Linked DNA regions of Mus musculus: all the other regions are linked to region 4. Evidence: chromatin contacts called from public HiChIP or PLAC-seq and promoter capture Hi-C data. All regions are on one chromosome and are shown on one strand. Each heading gives the region's core, a stretch centred on a gene start, on an enhancer-like site or on the middle of the called end of the contact. The rest is flanking DNA. Distances are from core to core; before and after follow the strand shown.

The links. Promoter capture Hi-C pulls out the DNA fragments that hold promoters and counts their contacts. HiChIP or PLAC-seq counts read pairs in DNA pulled down with a chosen protein or histone mark.
Region 1: a contact with region 4 is called in a promoter capture Hi-C map of pre-B cells. The contact joins the promoter of Sbk2 here to the promoter of Zfp444 in region 4. A contact is called at or near these places in 14 of 39 promoter capture datasets (the 3T3-L1 cell line, the C10 cell line, cranial neural crest and 8 more) and 1 of 115 datasets of contacts at active chromatin or transcription factors (stem cell-derived neural progenitor cells).
Region 2: a contact with region 4 is called in an H3K27ac HiChIP or PLAC-seq map of embryonic stem cells, with 10 times the contacts expected there. The contact joins the promoter of U2af2 here to the promoter of Zfp444 in region 4. A contact is called at or near these places in 19 of 39 promoter capture datasets (the 3T3-L1 cell line, 3T3-L1-derived adipocytes, the C10 cell line and 12 more), 3 of 15 datasets of contacts at CTCF or cohesin (the NIH/3T3 cell line, pro-B cells and stem cell-derived epiblast-like cells), 12 of 484 Hi-C or Micro-C datasets (B cells, CD4 T cells, the N1E-115 cell line and 8 more), 32 of 115 datasets of contacts at active chromatin or transcription factors (the 230-238 cell line, DN3 thymocytes, the SCID.adh cell line and 17 more) and 2 of 9 other capture datasets (embryonic stem cells and liver).
Region 3: a promoter capture Hi-C map of pre-B cells shows a contact between it and region 4, with 6 times the contacts expected there. The contact joins the promoter of Kmt5c here to the promoter of Zfp444 in region 4. A contact is called at or near these places in 8 of 39 promoter capture datasets (the C10 cell line, cranial neural crest, frontonasal cranial neural crest and 5 more), 1 of 484 Hi-C or Micro-C datasets (B cells) and 2 of 115 datasets of contacts at active chromatin or transcription factors (astrocytes and embryonic stem cells).
Region 5: a promoter capture Hi-C map of pre-B cells shows a contact between it and region 4. The contact joins the promoter of Isoc2a here to the promoter of Zfp444 in region 4. A contact is called at or near these places in 9 of 39 promoter capture datasets (the C10 cell line, cranial neural crest, frontonasal cranial neural crest and 5 more), 1 of 484 Hi-C or Micro-C datasets (B cells), 1 of 115 datasets of contacts at active chromatin or transcription factors (astrocytes) and 1 of 9 other capture datasets (liver).

What each region holds. Positions count from the first base shown.
Region 1 is chr7:4,962,873-4,966,320 of GRCm38.p6, reverse strand. It overlaps Sbk2 (SH3-binding domain kinase family, member 2), which reads left to right and starts at 1,915. Exons shown (of 4, transcript NM_001146329.2): 1 at 1,915-2,020; 2 at 3,136-3,390. The coding sequence starts at 3,138. It overlaps Sbk3 (SH3 domain binding kinase family, member 3), which reads left to right. Exons shown (of 4, transcript NM_001200041.1): 4 at 1-1,061.
Region 2 is chr7:5,060,367-5,063,936 of GRCm38.p6, reverse strand. It overlaps U2af2 (U2 small nuclear ribonucleoprotein auxiliary factor (U2AF) 2), which reads right to left and starts at 1,794. Exons shown (of 12, transcript NM_133671.3): 1 at 1,601-1,794. The coding sequence starts at 1,649. It overlaps Ccdc106 (coiled-coil domain containing 106), which reads right to left. Exons shown (of 5, transcript NM_146178.2): 5 at 3,152-3,570. The coding sequence ends at 3,414.
Region 3 is chr7:4,738,876-4,742,123 of GRCm38.p6, reverse strand. It overlaps Kmt5c (lysine methyltransferase 5C), which reads right to left and starts at 1,997. Exons shown (of 9, transcript NM_146177.2): 1 at 1,885-1,997; 2 at 143-344; 3 at 1-2. The coding sequence starts at 252. It overlaps Gm24537 (a small nuclear RNA gene), which reads right to left; the gene lies at 3,191-3,248. Gm42369 (a long non-coding RNA gene) reads left to right here and starts at 2,044. Exons shown (of 2, transcript XR_881802.3): 1 at 2,044-2,832; 2 at 2,922-3,134.
Region 4 is chr7:6,170,975-6,174,665 of GRCm38.p6, reverse strand. Zfp444 (zinc finger protein 444) reads right to left here and starts at 2,153. Exons shown (of 4, transcript NM_028316.3): 1 at 2,092-2,153.
Region 5 is chr7:4,875,206-4,878,442 of GRCm38.p6, reverse strand. It overlaps Isoc2a (isochorismatase domain containing 2a), which reads right to left and starts at 1,390. Exons shown (of 6, transcript NM_001101598.1): 1 at 1,250-1,390.

The sequences.
Region 1 (3,448 bases), core at 666-3,165, 1.2 Mb after region 4:
TCTAAGACCATGGTGAGGGGGAGCTCCCACCATTTGAGGCACAAAATCCAAACTTACAGGATCCGATATTATGTTGATCTGACAGTTTCTGGGCTCTGTGTTGGTGACATTGTGGGAATTGTCACACACACAGAGCAAAAGAAACATGTGTGTACACATACCACTACCACCACCACCACCACCACCCACACACCACCACACCACTGCCGACAGACACCCACACACCTTATATGCTCCACCTAGCACCTTTGACTTCCATCTTGTCCTACAGAAACGTTCCCATCCCTGGAGCCCTCCCAGATACCTATGTCTACTCTTCCTGTCCTTGTCACAAACATCTGGTCTAGACCCTTCCATCTTCTATTTCCACAAGATGCCCCAAGTTCTCTGGTTATGAATAACCCAGCTCCATCTATATTCAGGGACCCATCAATCCTGAGAGCCAGGACTAGTTTCATGGCTCTTCCTTGTCCCAAACAGCACACAGACTCCAGTTCTGTGTGTCTGGAGTCCCCAGCTCCCAGCAGAAACTAGAAACATCACAGGAATTTATACTTAAAAAATTTTTCAAGTTTTTCTGTATCCCAGGATGTTCCCTCACTAGGTGGCAGAGGGTAACCTCGAACTTCTGATCATCCTTCGTCCACCTCTCAATGCTGGGATTACAGGCCTGTGTTATGATGGAGATTTACACAGTGGTGGATATGAGCTTCCAGAGGTTCATGCAGGGAAAACAAAGACTGCAGCCAGAACTATAATCCCAACCAGGAACCTACACTTTCTAGATTTAACAGTGAGTTCACCAAATGAACCATGGTGCCCCGGACTGGACTTGGGAACAGGAAAAGGACCTTGAGGACAAAGATGGTGGGTAGGATGGATGACTATTGTTGAAAGCTTTGCTAATTTAGTGATGAATCTTGGGTAAGATGCTGACCTTGGGGCAAGCTGTGTGAAGGGTCCAAGGGACCTTGGCAACTGTGTGTCTTTTACAACTGTGTGACCTTTGTGATTGTTTTTGTAAAACTAAAAATATCTACAAAATAAAAAGTGTATTTTGGACAATGAAGTGAACCCACGTGGTTCTCGGTGCTTTAAACCCAACAGCTGTCCCGCAAAAGGGGTACAGTCATCCTCGATCCCCAGCTGCTCTGCCACCTGTTTCTGGTCCCCAGTCTGAGGTCATTTCTCATGACATCATTTTAGAATCCTCTCTTATTTTGTTCCTAAACAGGACCCCAGTGCATGGCTCCTGGATACACCTCTCAAAAGATTTGTTTGTCAACAGGGCGCCAGAGTCAGGAGCTGAGGAACAGAGCAGATGGGATCAGATTAAAGAAAATCCGAGACCTTTTGAGGGAAGAGGCCAGGGGCTGCACCCCTAGATCTGAAAGAAGGCTAGGGTCAAGATCCTTGGGTCAAATGGAGGAGCGCTGGATTCCTGAGTTTGAGGAAAGCAGTTTCGTTCCGGGGATTCCGGGCCTGAGGAAGATGGCTGGGGTCTAGAATCCTGGGCCTGAGAGAGGAAGGCTGCTCCGGATCCTTGAGTCTGAGGGAGGAGGGCTGGGGGAGGGGATCTTGGATATAAGGGAGAGAGGATGGTACCTAGACCCTCTCTAGTCTGAAATAGGAGGGATGCATTCTAGATTCTTCCATCTGAGGAATGAAGACTGGAGTGTGGACTCTGAAAGAGAGGAAGCAGAGCTGGGGTTTGCATTTCTGGGTCTGATAGAAGGCTTCCTGAACCCTTGGGTCCAAGGGAGGAGAGCTAAGCCACACTGGTGTGGTCCAGCCACAGCCAGTACTAGGATTCAACACACGATGTCGCTCTGCCCCCAATGGGGGGCAGAAGGGGCGGGGCAGAGGGCGGAGCTTTACGAACCCCCAGAGTGAGGGCGGGACTTGCTCCTGAGCAGTCTGATGCTGGCAGGAACCCCCGAAGTGCAAGGCGCTAACTGCAGTAGGCAGAAAGGGATCAGACAAGCCTTGGAGAAGGCGAAGTCTGGAGCTCTGAGCCCAGGTCAGAAGTAGGGCAAGGTTAACCGGCCTGAGGGAAGGCTGCAGTTGAACAGGAAAACAGGTGGCAAGAGTCCTGGCCCCTCGACAGGACAAGAGACACCTTGAAGCAATCGAGTGCTTTAGTGTTGGGGACAGAATCCAAGGCCCAAGTTGTGTGAGTTTTAGAAGTTCCTGGGACAGTAATAAGTTATGATTTGAAGCCCTAGTCTGAGGGAGGAGGGCTGAGGGCTGGAACCCTGGGTCTAAGGGAGGAGGCCCGAAGTCTGGAAGCTTGGGTCTGAAGGAGGAGAGCCGAGGTCTGGGACCTTGGATCTGAGGGTAGATGGATGGGGCCTGGAGTCCTGGATCTGAGGAGGGAGGGCTGGGGTCTGAGCCCTGAATTCGAAGGAGGAGGGTTGGGGTCTATTTCTCTGGGTGCTGGGGTCTCGAGCCCTGGGTCTAGGGATAAGCTTCTGAGCTGTGAGACTTGAACCACAAAATGATTGAGTGCTAAAGGCTTGGGACAGGTCCAAGTGACAGCTACAGGCAGGACCCGGGTGTCCCAAGCTGTGGAGAGCCCCACCCTTCCCTGGAGGCAGAGAGCACCTGTTTTCTCTTTGGAGAGAAACCGCTCATCCACTCTGGGCCCAAGTCTGTTTGCTTTGGAAACAAGATGGGGGGTGTCTCGATGACTTGGTTCATCTTTCACCCTCAGGCCACCAGGTGGCAGTGGGAATGGGGGGGGGGCATCTGACCTCTCAGTTGACCTCACCTCACACAAGTGACTGTTTTCCACTCCTCAGGGTCTCTTACTGAATGGAAATGAGTCACAATAAGAAGTGGTGATGAGAAAGTCCAGGTCTAGACTTCTTCCTCAAACCTAGAGTCCATACCCCAGCCCTCCTCCCTCAGACCCAGGAGTCCAGCCCTCAGCCCTCCTCCCTTAAACCTTGAGGTCCAGACTGTGGTCCCCTTCCCTCAGACTCTGGAGCCCAGACCCTGGCCCTCCTCCCTTGGACCCAGGAATCTAGACCCAGCCCTCACCCCTCAGAAGTCAGGTTTCCTTGCTCTTCCTCCCCTAGGCATAGGCTAGCGAGCTCTGAGTCCTGGGTCACAGTCCTTTTGTCTGTCTTGCAGAAATGCCAGGCAAACAGTCAGAAGACAAGCCAATGGAAGTGTCAACTGTGGAGGATGGAGGTGATGAAGGCCTGGGAGGCCTAACGGTAGAGGAGCTGCAGCAGGGGCAGGAGGCTGCTCTGGCCTTGGAGGACATGATGGCTCTGAGTGCCCAGACCCTGGTCCAAACTGAGGTGGAAGAGCTGTACGAGGAAGTGCGTCCCCTGGGCCAGGGCCGGTTCGGCCGTGTCCTGCTGGTTACTCACCGCCAGAAAGGTACTGGATCTTGGACACAGGCATGCTGTAGGGTACAGCTGAGAGTAGAGATTTCAGG
Region 2 (3,570 bases), core at 545-3,044, 1.1 Mb after region 4:
CTCAATAAACAGAAAACTATTTTGTCCTCAGAAGACTGTTACAAGTAATTCACTTAGAACTGTTTAGAGCCTGGTGGTGGTGGCTCACACCTCAAGCAGAAGGCAGAGGCAAGAGGATCTCTGTGAGTTCAAGGACAGCTCGGGCTACACAGAAACCTGAAACCTTCTCAGAAAAAAGCAGATTTTAAGAGTTTAACAAATTTCCTTGCCTTGACAAGGAAGGAGTTTAATTACAACTATAGTCAGTATGTACCACTAATTTCAAAAACCCAGTAAACAAAGCATCGATGATCAGCATACAGGTAACAGATTAGACTGTCAGATAAAGAGTAATGAAGGTATTTGAACTCAGGTATGTTCAATCCCTAAGCCCTATACTCTAAAGCAATACACTACTCAAAGCAGAAAAGCTCACCAAGGACACTCAGAATAATTACTTTTCCACGTGTACTGTTTTAGCTACTCTCTCCTCAATTCCAGCTTCATTTCAAATAATTCTCAAGGTCTCATCCAGTGCCCCAACACAAGACAGCTTAAGTCTCAACCCTCAAGAAATTTAAACTCTTCGGTCTCAAAAAAGAAGAGGTTGTAGAGAATGTCTTGTAAATCAACGTTTTCCTCGGTATCCCTAAATCCGCCAGCACCAACATAGCCTGCTTGCCTTTCTGATCCAAATTCATAGTACAAGATCTTACCTTGGGAGCACCTGCCTCCACTAACCTGTTAATGGGCCAGCTCCCTCTTCCCCATTCTGTTGAATATTTTACAATCCCTATAGTGTAACTGGCTTTAGGTACCCGAGTTTGGAATGATACAGGACCTGGGCTTTGCCTAAAACCGATAAGTTTAGGGATTGTTAGGGATATGGAAAACAGATATTGTCTGCCGCCAAAAAAAGCCCCAAGGCATACATGATTTATGCTCAACAGGAGCACAAAGAACGCAGACTTCCCTCTTTGGCGGGCAAACAAGTGTAGGACACATTTTTATCTAAGACACCGCAAAGCCGGAGACGGAGACGGAGACAGAAACATCGAGGTAGGAGAGTTCTGGAGAAATCAAAAAAATATGAACAGGCTCGAAACCTACAAGCAGCGGGAGATTGCACTGCCAGTCCACGTGAAGGAAAAGGAAAGGAGGGGGGGGGGCTGATTCACCACCGCCATTTTGGAAACAAAGGGGGCGTGGAGAAAAGAAAAGTACGCACGACCGGAAGCGGAAGTGCCAAGGCAGCAAAAGAAAATGACAGAATTTAGAGACCAAAATTCATCTTTCTCAAGTAAAAGACAAAAATTTAAAACGACAACAGAAAAGCTTCACATTACGGAATCCCGCGCGCTCTCAAGGCATCTACTTAACAAAACGCGCCGCCTCCGCCGAGACCACGTGGGCGCGGGCTATTGCGGCGCGCACGCGCCCTGAGCCTCGCCCGCCACCCCTTCCCTCAGCGCCGAGAGGAGGTCACGTGAGCTCGGCGCGCGCGGCACGGACGGGGGGGTGGGGGGGTAGCGTGCGGCCCTAGGGAAGCGAACAAGAGAGGGAAATGGCGGGGGGGCACAGGGCGAAGCAAGAAGCCACCCCACAACCCCGGCGCCCTCACCTTGTTTATTCTCGTTGAGCTGCCGCTCGAACTCGTCGAAGTCCGACATGCTTAGGCGGCCGCGTAGGGCCCTGTGCAGCTCTCGCCTCGCCTTGCCGCCCGCCCGCTCCGGCTACTTCCGCCGCTGGCTTCGGCTACTTCCGGCCCCCGCCGGCACTCCGTCGCCTACCTAATCAAGCCCCAAGCCCCGCCCCTCCCAGGCTCCACCCCCTCGTCCCGCCCGACCCGCCCCCCCCCGGAACTTCCCCGAGCTCGGCTCCGAAGCCTGTCGGCTGTTCTCGGACGGAGCAGTCGGAAGGCGGCGGTCGCCGTCAAAATCACCCGAAGCGAGGATTATGCCGGCTGCCCGAGTTTCGGTAACTTTTCGGAAACTAGCGTTTCAACGTTCGGAGGATTCCGCGAGTCTTCGCGTTCCCCGACACCAGCCCCCTCTAAAGACACGGATTTTCCTACAACTCAAACCGTCTGTCTCTGGCCTCCTCTGGAAATCCGTCCCACCCCTCGCCGACCCTGTCCAAGCGGTCAGTCACTTCCAACAATCCTAACCGTCCGGGCCTTCGGCTCTTTCCGAAGGTTTCCAGCGCTCGCTCACCGCCCCTCTAGAGATTAAGCCCGATTCTAGTCTTCGGCTCTTTCCGGAGGCGCCACAGGGTCACTCCGCCCCTTCCGGAGAATATCGGTCCCTTCCGCCACTGCTTCGGGAAGGTCTCACGCCCAGGAGGGAAGTTCGGCTCTTTCCGCTCTTGCTTCGGCTCCTTTCGGCTTAAAGACCCGAAAAGGGAGGGAGGACTGATGGGAGGTGGGCCAGATAGCTACGGGGGAGGGGGCGGGGTCTCAGCTTTCGGTCCCTAGCTCTCTAGGAGAAAACTGAAAAAACTGACCTCGCGGAAGGCCAGAGAAAGTGTGTGGGACAGTAGCAGCCAGTGCGACAAAGGGTGTTCGAGGCCGCTGCGGAGGTTGTTAGCTCAGCTTGGGACGCCTGCGCACGGTGATTGGAGAGGGGTTTCTGCGCCTGCGTAGCGGTCTAGGGCACGTTTTTCTCAGCGCTCCGGAGGATCCGCCATTCTAAATCCACATTGCGCGTGCGCCCGATCTCCTCCCACACACCCCTTCCCCCACCGCCAACCTCAGCCCCCAAGGCACTAACTTCAAGACGGTTAAACCTGACTGCTCTCTCCCGGTTGCCAAGGCAATCGCGTTAAATTGTCCGCCCCTGCTCCTGCTGCGCAAGCGCCGAATGTGACACCTCCGAGAGATCTCCTGACCCCTGGCGGGCAGGCGGAAAAGAGTCTACCCAGCGCCCCGGTACCTCCTCCGGGCTGGCTCAGCTAAACGTTCATTGAATCAATGCCCCAGGCGCTGCCTTCTTAAAGTCGTCTTACCTCAGTTTCTCCTACTGCTCCGCTTCCCACCTCTGCCTCCTGGGGCTAATTACACCCTACCCTCCCCAACCTCTCTAGAGGCTTCTGGCTGAGCGCTCCTGTCCCAGTCTCCGTGGCGACGGCCACCCCTTCCCAGCATATTCCCTTCCTAGTAAGACCTGGGGCCCAGTTTATTGAAAATTTTCATGTCTCTTTAATTTAAACTCTCAGAATAATACTCTGTCTTTGCATGGGATGCAGATGGGCTACTCCTGGCTAAGGAGGCCTAGCTGGCAGCCCCTGCGGGGTGAAATGGAGACGGGGTGCCTAGCGTGTGCGGCCGAGAAGCAGGGCCCAGTGCTCAGGAAGGGCAGCTTCTAGCCCTGGCGGTGCCCCGGGAAGGCCGACCTAGCCAGCAATCTGCTGGGGGGGAGGCGTGCGGGGCGGCGGCATCACCGCTTGAAGCGGTAGGTGATGGGCAGGAGCAGCTTGCTCTTCTTGAGAGCCTGCACCTTCTTGAGAGTCTCGTCGTCCAGTGCCAGGAAGCAGCGGCGGGAATACTCTAGCAGGCGCTCCTTGGATGGATCGAACTCTCCCACCTCAGCCAGC
Region 3 (3,248 bases), core at 748-3,247, 1.4 Mb after region 4:
GACTGGGAGAAAGGGTATGCCTGGGTTCCAGGGACTTCCAGGCCTCCTGGCCCCCACCCGAAGCTTCAGGGAGACCAGGCTGAGAATTGTAAAAACATAAGAGAAAGGGTCCAGGACCCAGGACCCCCAAGTTCCCCCTCACCTGACATTCATCTTATGGGTGCGGAAGCCGAGGTAGGGGTCAAGAACAAGGCTGGTGGCCAGGTCATCATTCTCGCACAGTTCTCGGGCTGTCACTCGATCAGGCCCCATGGTGCTTTAAAAACCATGCTGCTCTGGCACAGAGCATGGATGTGCCGCTCAGGCGCTGCATGGGGTGTCTGTGGGCCCCAGAGCCTGCTTATCTGCAGGAGAGCACGGGGGTAATCAATATTGACTTCATGGGACTCTATGTAAGAATGACACCCAACAGGTACTTTCGAGTGAGGAAACCTTAAGAAAAATAGTCTCCTGTGCAGTAAGTATTTCCTCCCCTCTTGCAAAACAGATGCATGTCCCCCAATCACATACACTACCTTCCCAGGACATGGACACTTTCTCGAATGTCAGCACACACAAAGACCACTTTGCCAAGTGCACATGTAAGAGACAGGTCCCTGTGTACCCAGGCGGAAGGAAGATTAATTAACTGCCTGAGATAACTCCAAAGGCTTAGCATGGCAGGAGGGAGTTGGGATAGCTGGGCTCTCATCAAGGGAAAGGGGAAAAGGAACTCCATAGGAGCTTCTGGCCTGCCTTTGCTGACCCCCTGCTAGGCTGATTCTCCCGTCCTCAGCACCTCCCTCCAAGGTCACCCTCCTCTGGGGAGTGGTCAAAAGGTTGTGGGTGGAGCCCAGGCAGCCATTAGGGGAAGAAGGATCCAGTCCCTAATGCCTCTCCGAGGACTCCAGCAAAAGGGAAGCCCGCCAGAGGACAAAAAACAGGAAGAAGGGAGGAACAGAAAGGAGAGGAGGAACAAGTCAAAACAAAGGGTCGGAGGCAAAGAGGGGAAAAAAATAGATTCAGAAAACCAAATCAAATAAAATGGAGGGCCAGGTTACCCAGTACCCTCACTGTGGTGTGTCTGACAATTCTGCGCTTTGGGAGAGAGCAAGAAGGCAGAGTGTGGCAAGACACACTCCGCCACTCTGGGAGAAAGATCTGGAAAAAAAACGGTCTGGGTTAAATGAAGAGGGTGCTTAGAAAAAAAGCCTGGAAGCTGGGAAAAGACAAAGTGAGGTGTAGGGAGTATGATGTGAAGGGAGAGAAAGGGGAGAGAAAGATGGAGGGAAGTCAGGATTGGCGGGGGTGGGGGGAAGAAGGCACCTGAGGTTGCAAGGGAGGAGCCCACGAAATCCAAAGGGTAGATATGCCTGGGGTCCAAGGGAAGGGCTTAGCGGTTCCAAGCAGGGTTTGAGGGAATCCTGGGGGATTTGAAGTGATGGAAACCTGAAAGATCCTACGGGTTCGAGGAGGGAATTGAGGGCGCTAAGTAGCTAACTAAAGCCTGGGAAGGTTGCAGAAGGGGGCTGGGGAAACAGAGAGTCAGAGGAAGGGCCTCAGAGACCAGGATAGTGAGACAGGAGTCAGGAAGTGCCCTGAGTGTGACAGGGTAGGTAGGTTACGATGCAGGAAAAGGTGGTGGGGATGGGCCCTGGTGGGGCAAGGAGCGACTCCTAAGGTGCAAGGAAAGTCCTGAGAGTGAGAGAGGAGTCTGCATGGGCTCCAAGGGTGCAGGGAAGGGTACGAGTGAGGAGCGCGTAGATCCGCGGGGCTGGAGACTTGGACCGCAAGGTTCGAGGAAGGGCCCGGGGACAGCCGGTTCAGGGGGTGACTGGGAGGCCGGGCGGCGCGGGGCGGGGGCCAAGAGGGGGCTCAGAGGTCGGGCCCCGCGCCGCCCCTCACCCGCTTCTCCTCCTCCTTCTCCTCAGGAACCCGCGTTGCAGCCGCCACCTCCACCCACCGCCTCCTCCGGCTCTCGTCCGACACAGCCGCCGCGCCTCCCCTCGGCCGGCGTAACAAACAGCTTAACCTTCCTTTGGCCCAACCCGCCGTCACTCTTCCGTTGCTATGAAACTCGCGCTGTTCTTATTGGCTGACTCTCATTGCTCTCTTTTTCCCGCCTCTTCTGGCCCCAGTCGGTGCCCTGACAAAACCCCTCCACGCCCACTCTGTCAATAAATCCAGCGAACTACAGCCAATGGCTCGGGTCGCTGTCATTCAGGCGTTGCCATAAAAATCTGTCCCGCCTCTTCTTCTGCACTGTCCCAAATCAGTGCTTTCATTGGCTTAAAGAGCCGTCGCTCCAACAGAAACTCTGTTTGGGTCAGGTTATTCAGGTCCAAGTGAAAAGAGGGAGGGCTCTGTCAGAGACAAACTTCGTATATTATTGGTTGGCCTTGGACAGGACCACGCTTCCATTCGTTAAGGCCTCCGCCCATCACCCTAAATCCGGAGCTCTATTCTCTTTCTTTCAGCTTGAAGTGGGGCAAAATCCCTGAGCGAACCAGGAAGGAAAGAGGTGAATGCACACACGCGCCATCGCGCTCCCGGCCCCAGGAGACCATTGGTTGCCATGGCAACAAAACTTCAGTGCCAACCCTGCTTAGCAAGAAGATCTTTTCTCTTTCCCAGTATTCCTTATCTTTGGAAAATTGTACCTACAAGAACTCTGTGAAGTTTTCTTGTCCTGCCTGTGAACAGTTCAGAAAGAGACGACGCTGAGAAGTTGGGACTTAGAAGACAAGCTCTGATTCATGGGGCACTCCCCTGGGGAAACCCCTTAATTAAGATTACCCACCTCTTCAATCCTGCAAGTATAATTAGCAGGATATCATAATTACGTCCAAACAAGTAAGCTTACTTTTGTTTTTGTCTTTCCTGAGTTATCTATTTGGTGGGTTAGGATAATGCCTACAGCACAGAATGTTTTGTTACTACAGACTGAAGGAACAACCGATTGAAGTGAGATGGGACATTGAAATGGCCCAGTGTGTAAAAGCACCTGCCCACAAGTCTCATAGCCAGGATCCGCATAATGGAAAGAAAGCACCGACTCCTGAAGGTTGTCCTTGACCTCCACATTCATGCCAAGGCGCGCGCGCGCGCGCGCGCACGCACACACACACACACACACACACACACACACACACAATTGATTAAATCATAGTAGCTTCTCTTTTGAGACATGAGCTTTGACTGTCCTAGAACTCACCATGTAGATCAGGCATGAATTTGCTCGTCATCCTTGCACAGGAGCCATGCAAATC
Region 4 (3,691 bases), core at 904-3,403:
TCTTTATCTTCCTTCCTTTTTTTTTTTTTTTAAAAGATTTATTTATTTATTTTATGTATATGAGTACACTGTTGCTGTCTTCAGATGCACCAGAAGAGGGCATCAGATCCCATTACAGATGGTTGTGAGCCACCATGTGGTTGTTGGGAATTGAACTCAGCACCTCTGGAAGAGCAGCCAGTGCTCTTAACCGCTGAGCCATCCCTCCAGCCCCTTTACCTTCCTTTTTAAAAGTCTCTTATGGAACCTAAAGCCTGCCTTTTCATCTGCGATGAGAAGCCAGTGAACACACACTGAGGTGCCCTTGTGCTGCTCAACCTTTACCCAGTTCTGATTGTCCTCAGCTTGTACTTTAGCCCATTGAGCCATCTCCCCAGCATCTGTTTTTGGTTTGTTTTCGTTTTACTTTTATTCTATTAAATGCGTAACTTTCAGTGTCCCCTTCTTCTACCTCTCTCTCCTACACTTCGACCCTGATGTTCATTCTCTCTGAATCCATCAATGGTCCTTCAAAAGGCCAGGAATCTGCACTGGGCACTCTGTGCCCTGAGCTGCACAACTCACCAAATATTTACTCAGAGGACAAGGGCTTCGGAATTGGAACCGATTCCAGCTGCGTACCAGCAATGTGTCCTCGGTCAAAGAACAACTGCTCCTTTCAAAGACTAATCTCCATCTCCTTGGCTGTAAAATGGGAGCAATAATCGAGGTTGGAAAGTCAAGTAAAATAAAGAGCAAAAAAGTACCCCAGAGCATGGCTGGAGAGGTGGCTCAGCAGTTAAGAGTACTGGTTGCTGCTTTTCCAGAGGACCTGGGTTCAATGCCCAGCACCCACATGGCAGCTCACAACTGAAACTCTAGAATCAGAGGATGCAGTAAACACATATGCAGGCAAAATATGGATGCACGTTAAAATAAAAATAAATCATTAAAAGAAAAAAAAAGTACCCAGAACACCACCTGGCAATAAACAAACCCCACCTATTGCATTTACTATCAACACACATTAACCCTCCAACTCCTTGTGAGTCATTTACGTAAAGCCACTGTGAAACAAGCGCCCAAGACTAAATTGTAAATTGGAATAGGTGTTAAAATAGCATATAAAAAGGAGTGAAGACTGGCAGTGGTGGCTCATGCCTTTAAGCCCTGCTCTTGGGAGGCAGAGGCAGGCGGATTTGAGTTCAAGGCCAGCCTGGTCTACAGAGTGAGTTCCAGGACAGCCAGGGTTATACAGAGAAACTCTGTCTTGAAAAACCAAAAAAAAAAAAAAAAAAAGTTAAGATGAGTATTTTTGTTTGTTTGTTTTTAAATTCAATTACTTTCACCGGTTTAAAGCTTGGCATGGCTCTCGAGTGTGATTAAGGCCAGCCTGGGCTACAGGAGACCATACCCAAAACACCATCATCAACAACAACAAAAACCCTGAACAAAACAAAAAAACTAGGCCAACGCTTGTAATCTGAGCACGTGAGAGGCTGAGCCAGGAGGATCAGAACCGAGAGATTTAAGTCCCTCTTATCCTGTTAAAACCTGTCTCCAAGCCCCTTCTGCACATTAATGAATTTCGCCTCTCGCGACAAGCTAATGAGGCGGATACGCTTGTAATGAAGAAATACTTATCCTCCAGAACCTCAACTCGACAGAAGTGCGTGTGAACGTGTGACCAGCACACAGGACTAGCCACCTGCACCGGTCTACGCTGCTATGGCACGGTGCCCCTGGATAGACCCCTTCCCGCAATCCTTTTCGAAGAGGTTAGAGGTCCCGGCGCCCCAGGATTTCTCAGTGGGGTCCAACTTCCACTCCACTCTCAGTTTCCAACCATCCCAGGGCTCCCCCTCGAACATCCCAGCCCCCTCCCGCTGCCCAGCCTCCCCAGGCCTCCAACTCTCCCGCGTCTGCATCTCGCGTTCCTCCCGCTCCCCGGCCCGCCCCCAGAACCCCACCTCCAGCCTCCTATCATCCCCCTCCCCCAAGCCGCCCATCCCTCCCTTCCTCTCCCTCCTCCAGACCTGGGTACCCCTCCCCGTGGTCCGCCCGTTCCCCGTACACCGGACTCCCCAGCCCTTCCTTTTCCCTCTAGCTCACCTCACTCTCCTGGGCGAGGCCCCCCAAACAACCTCACCTTCCCGCACATGCGCACAAAGCTCATCGGGACTCCATGCCCCAGCAGGCTTTGCGCCAAATTCACCCGTACTTCCCCGCCCCCACGTCCCCTCACTCTCTACACTAGGAATCGCTAATTCTACCCAACACTTCCCACCTCTCCCAGCTGGAAACTACATCTCCCAAGAAACATCGCGACAAAGCGGCTTTCCATTAGCCCTACTGTGATGAGTCCTGTACGCTCGTGCGTCCCGAGCTAGCCAGAAAACTACATTTCTTAAAGTGTAAAGAAGAAAACCCGATTCCTATTGGCTCACACAGGCGCAAACAGAGCGCTTCTGATTTTGGACTACATTTCCCAGATTTCACGTGGATTTCCTTCCTCTACCATCCCTCACAAGACACCCCGCCGGCTGACTTCTGGCAAACGCGGACGGGTCGGGGAGGGATAAGAGGAATCTGTGGTTTCGTTGTCGTGGAAACCGGGGGAGGCAGCACACTTGGGAGACCCGCCTCCAGGACCTTTAAGCGCCTATAGAGGAGGTCGTGGAGGCTATGCCAGAGTTCTCCTCAGATCAGCAGTGGGAGATCCGTCTCCTTGACAACAGTTGCAGTATCGCCCTCCCGCTCCAGTACTAGGTTAAAGGAAGGTTGAGGCTGGTCAACGAAACCTGACCTCTGAGAATTAGTTCGCTCGTCCCATACTGTCAGTCCACTCTCTAGCCTCAGTTTCCCGTCTTGTGAATAGGAAGGAAAATATTACGTGTCAAACGGCGCTTGTGTAGCCCCCTACGGACACTGAAGCCTCAGTTTCCCTACCTCAGAAAAGGCAAGAAGGTTTTGAGTTTGCTCTTTGTAATATGTATGGGTGTTTCGCTGAGTCGGTGCACCATGTGCTCGCAGTACCCACGGAGGCCAGAAAGCGGCGTGGGATTCCCTTAGACCTGTATTACAGACGGTTGTGAGCCACATGTAGGTGCTAGAAGGACGTCTAGAATAGCTTGTGCTTCGTTGTTAACCTCTTTGTCATCTTTCCAGCCCTACCCCTACCTACTACCCCAACGCACCACATACACACGTACTCGCAGGAGCGCAAGAAGGTTATGAGACTTTCTGTTTACGTGATAGATGGCTCTTACAAGCTAGTGGGGCAGACAGAGACTCTCCCCTCCTCACTGGACTTCGAAAAAAGGTGACATTGGCACACAAAGGAAATCATGTGAAGCAGAGTTGTTATTGTCCTTACCAAATTCGTGGATGGACAATACCATTGCCCTAGTTTCTATTTACTCACTAGTTTACAGCTTAGAGACGGATCTATCCCCACAACAGCTAAACTTAATCCTGTCCCACCTCTCTGCCCTCTCTGTCCCTCATCTTGGTAAGTGTGCTAACCACACAAGCTGCTTTGCTATTTGAAGAGCGAGCCTGCAATACCACATTCTTTTCCTAGTGGTGCTTTTCACATACTAGTTGGATTCTTTTCGTATATGATTTAAAACTTTTTTAAGACGGAGTCTCTTGTAGCCCAGATTAGTCTCCAACTCACTGTCTGGCTAAGGATGATCCTCTGCCTCCGCCT
Region 5 (3,237 bases), core at 141-2,640, 1.3 Mb after region 4:
TGGCCCAGAAATGGTGGGAGTAGCCAGCCAATGACTGGCCCAGCTGGAGACCCAAGCCACCAGAGGGAGCCCAACCCACTACCTGGGAGGCTAGATAGCCCAGAGACCTAGGATAGAACCAAACACTCCTGGCAGCAATAAATATTTTTTTTAAAATTGAGATGCCTAATGGTATAGATTGGTGCTTGGCCCAACTGTCATCAGAGACACTTTATCCAGCAACTTATGGAAAGAGATGAAGAGAACCACAATCAAAACATTAGGAAGAACTTGGGGAGTCCTGCAGAAAAGAGGGGGAGATTGCAGGAGTCAGAGAGGTCAAAGACAACAAGACAACCCACAGAATCAACTAACCTGGGCTCATAGGGGCTCACAGGGACTGAACCAGCAACCAGGGAGCCTGCACGGGATTGATATAGGCCCTCTACATATGTGTTTGGGTTGTGCAGCTTGGTCTTCTAGTGGAACTCCTAACAGTGGGAGAGGGGCTGTCTCTGACTCTTTCCTGCTTTTGGGACCCTTTCCTCATCCTGAGCGGCCTTCTCCAGACTTAATACTAGGGGAGGTGCACAGTCTTACTGCAATTTGATGTGCTATGTTTGGTTGGCGTCTGAGGGCAGGCATGCCCTTTTCGGAAAAGAAAGAGCAGTGGAGGGAAGGAGGGCTGTTGGGGAGGGAGGGAGGAGGGGAAACTGCAGTCGAGATGTAGTATCTGAGAGAATAAAAAAGAAAGAAAAAGTTCAGGCCAGCTAGGTATGATCTGCAGACGAAACGGAACCTGGGTGAGAGCTGGGACAGAAAATAACCAATCTAAGGGAGACAATGAAAGAGTGGAGGTGGGACGCGCGTGTGAAAAGTGAAGAGGGTGTCTAGACTGCAGAGAGATTTCGGGACATCGTGGGGGTCCTGGAAGGAGGCCTCAGCTCAGTAAAGGAAACCTGTCTTAGGCTGGGGTAAGTGACCTCCTGCGGACAGACTGGGGATGAGGTTGCTTAATTGGGCAAGTGGTTACTGCACACCACTACAGGAACCCAGATTTCTAAGCTCTGTGTCTCTGGGACGCTTTTCTTCTTGGAAGAAATGGGCGTGAGAATCGCCCACTCCTGGGGCTGATACAAAACTTAGCTCTGGAGAAGCTTGAAGTTCCTCCCTGATGATCCATCCTGAGACCAACTGGAGCCCCTCCTCAGCTGGACACCCCGCAAACCTTCCGTTTCCTCCGTCTGTAAGGACGGGCAGTTGGACTTACCCGGCGGTACCAGGTTCGAGTGCAGCAAGTCCCTCCACTAGGTCCCTTCAGCGCACTCTCCCCCACTGGACTGTCACTAGTTCCGGGCTGGGTCACCGTTTTGCCCACTTTGGACACGAGGTCTGCTCCCCTTACGTGTCTACCCCTCCCTCCCGAGCAGGCCAATCAGCTCGCGCCTCGGCTGCGCCCTGTAAGGGGGAGGGGCGGCTAAGGCGGGTCAGTCATGAGAATCTGATTGGTCCGCAGAAGCCTAAGGGGTGGAGAGATAGCGCACAGAACCAATGAAGAGCCGATGAGGGCTTGAGAGGCGGCCTCTGCTGAGAGCTCAGATTCTAACTGGGAATGAAGGTAGAGGTTATCAGGTTGCACCTTGTATTATTGCTGCGCCTCACAGTTACAACCTGCCTTTCTTATCTGAGCTAAAGGTACCTGCACCATCGTGGGCTACACACTGAAAGCCTGCTCCCTGAACCCCACTAAAAGACTGGCTTGCAGGGTTCAGCAAGGTCTGGACCTGATTTCTGTAGAAATCTCTAGAACCCTTATTTTGGAAGAAGAGAACTGAGTCCTGCAACTTGTCTTCTGACCTCTGCAGACCTGATGTGGCGCAGGCACGTATGCAAAGACAGAAACACACACACCACAGAATAAATAGATGGGAAAAATTAAGTAGATACAAGCAGGCATGCCATTGATGAATCTCAGGATTCCATGGATTCTACAGAGGCCAGGCTTCCTGTTCCCAGGAGTCATTTGGGCCTCAATTTCACCCCTCTGGAGGGAGCTCTGGAGTAGGGTGTGAGCCTGGAGGTGAAGTGATTGACCTGTGGCCTGGAGGTACTGGCACCCCTCTCAGAGACAGGATCCCTCTCTTTCCAGCCAATGCAACCCCCTCCCAAGTCTCCATTTAAAAGCCCTCAACATTCATCGCTGAGGTTGACTCTGCCTAGTCTCGCCTTGCTAAAGAGGCTTTTGTTCCCCTAATTGGCTATCTATCTCCAGGCACTTTCCTCTGCCTCTGCACCCATACACTGTCTGTTTTATATTCAGGCCCAGTTATGTTTTAATTGGTCATGTAGGAGACGCCCAACGAGCACCCTCCCCTCTTGTCTGCACTTTGTCTTTCTGTATCAGTTCTTAACCAGCAAGCTACAGGCTCCGGAGTCTACCCATCTACCCCATAAGACAAGCACGGTGTTAGGGCTCACCCGCACTCCCAGGGTGACCTCTCATTCTGGAACCGTCAGCCATCCAGTCCTTTGCACACTTGAGGAGTGTGCTCTGATCTGTATTTCTACTTCAGAACATTCAGCCGTGCATCCTAGAGCCCGTGCAGTCCCTCGGGGTCTCTCAACTGGGCCCTGAGATCTGTACGCAGTGAGACTTCTGTTTATACATTCCCTGGGGCTGCAGCCCAGGGACACCTGGTCCCCACAACTGGAGGCCCTACTGCTGGAGGTTCCTATATAGCCAGATTTTCAGAGTAGATGGCAGGAGGCCCCAAGGCTAGGTTCCAGCACTACTGGCATGCATTTATTGTATAACTACTGTATACTAGGCCCCAGAACTCAACACTGAGCAAAGTCAATGAAAGTTCCAGAGGCTGTCTCTAGGGCAGTGATTCTCAACCCGTGGGTCGAAACCCCTTTGGGGAGGAGTCAGTGACCTTTCCACTGGGGTTACATGTCAGATATTCTGCAAACCAGATATTTACATTACAAATCATAACAGGAGAGAAGTACATTTATGAAGTAGCAATGAAAATAATTTTATGGTTGGGGATCACCACAACATGATGAACTATATTAAATGGTTGTAGCATTAAGAAGGCTGAGGACCACTGCTCTATGTATGGGCTAGCAGGAGGTAAAAAGTGGCCCAATTAACTCTTTTAAGATTTTTTTTGGGGGGGGGAGTTTCGAGACAGGGTTTCTCTGTGTAGCCCTGGCTGTCCTGGAACTCAACTCTGTAAACCAGGCTGGCCTTGA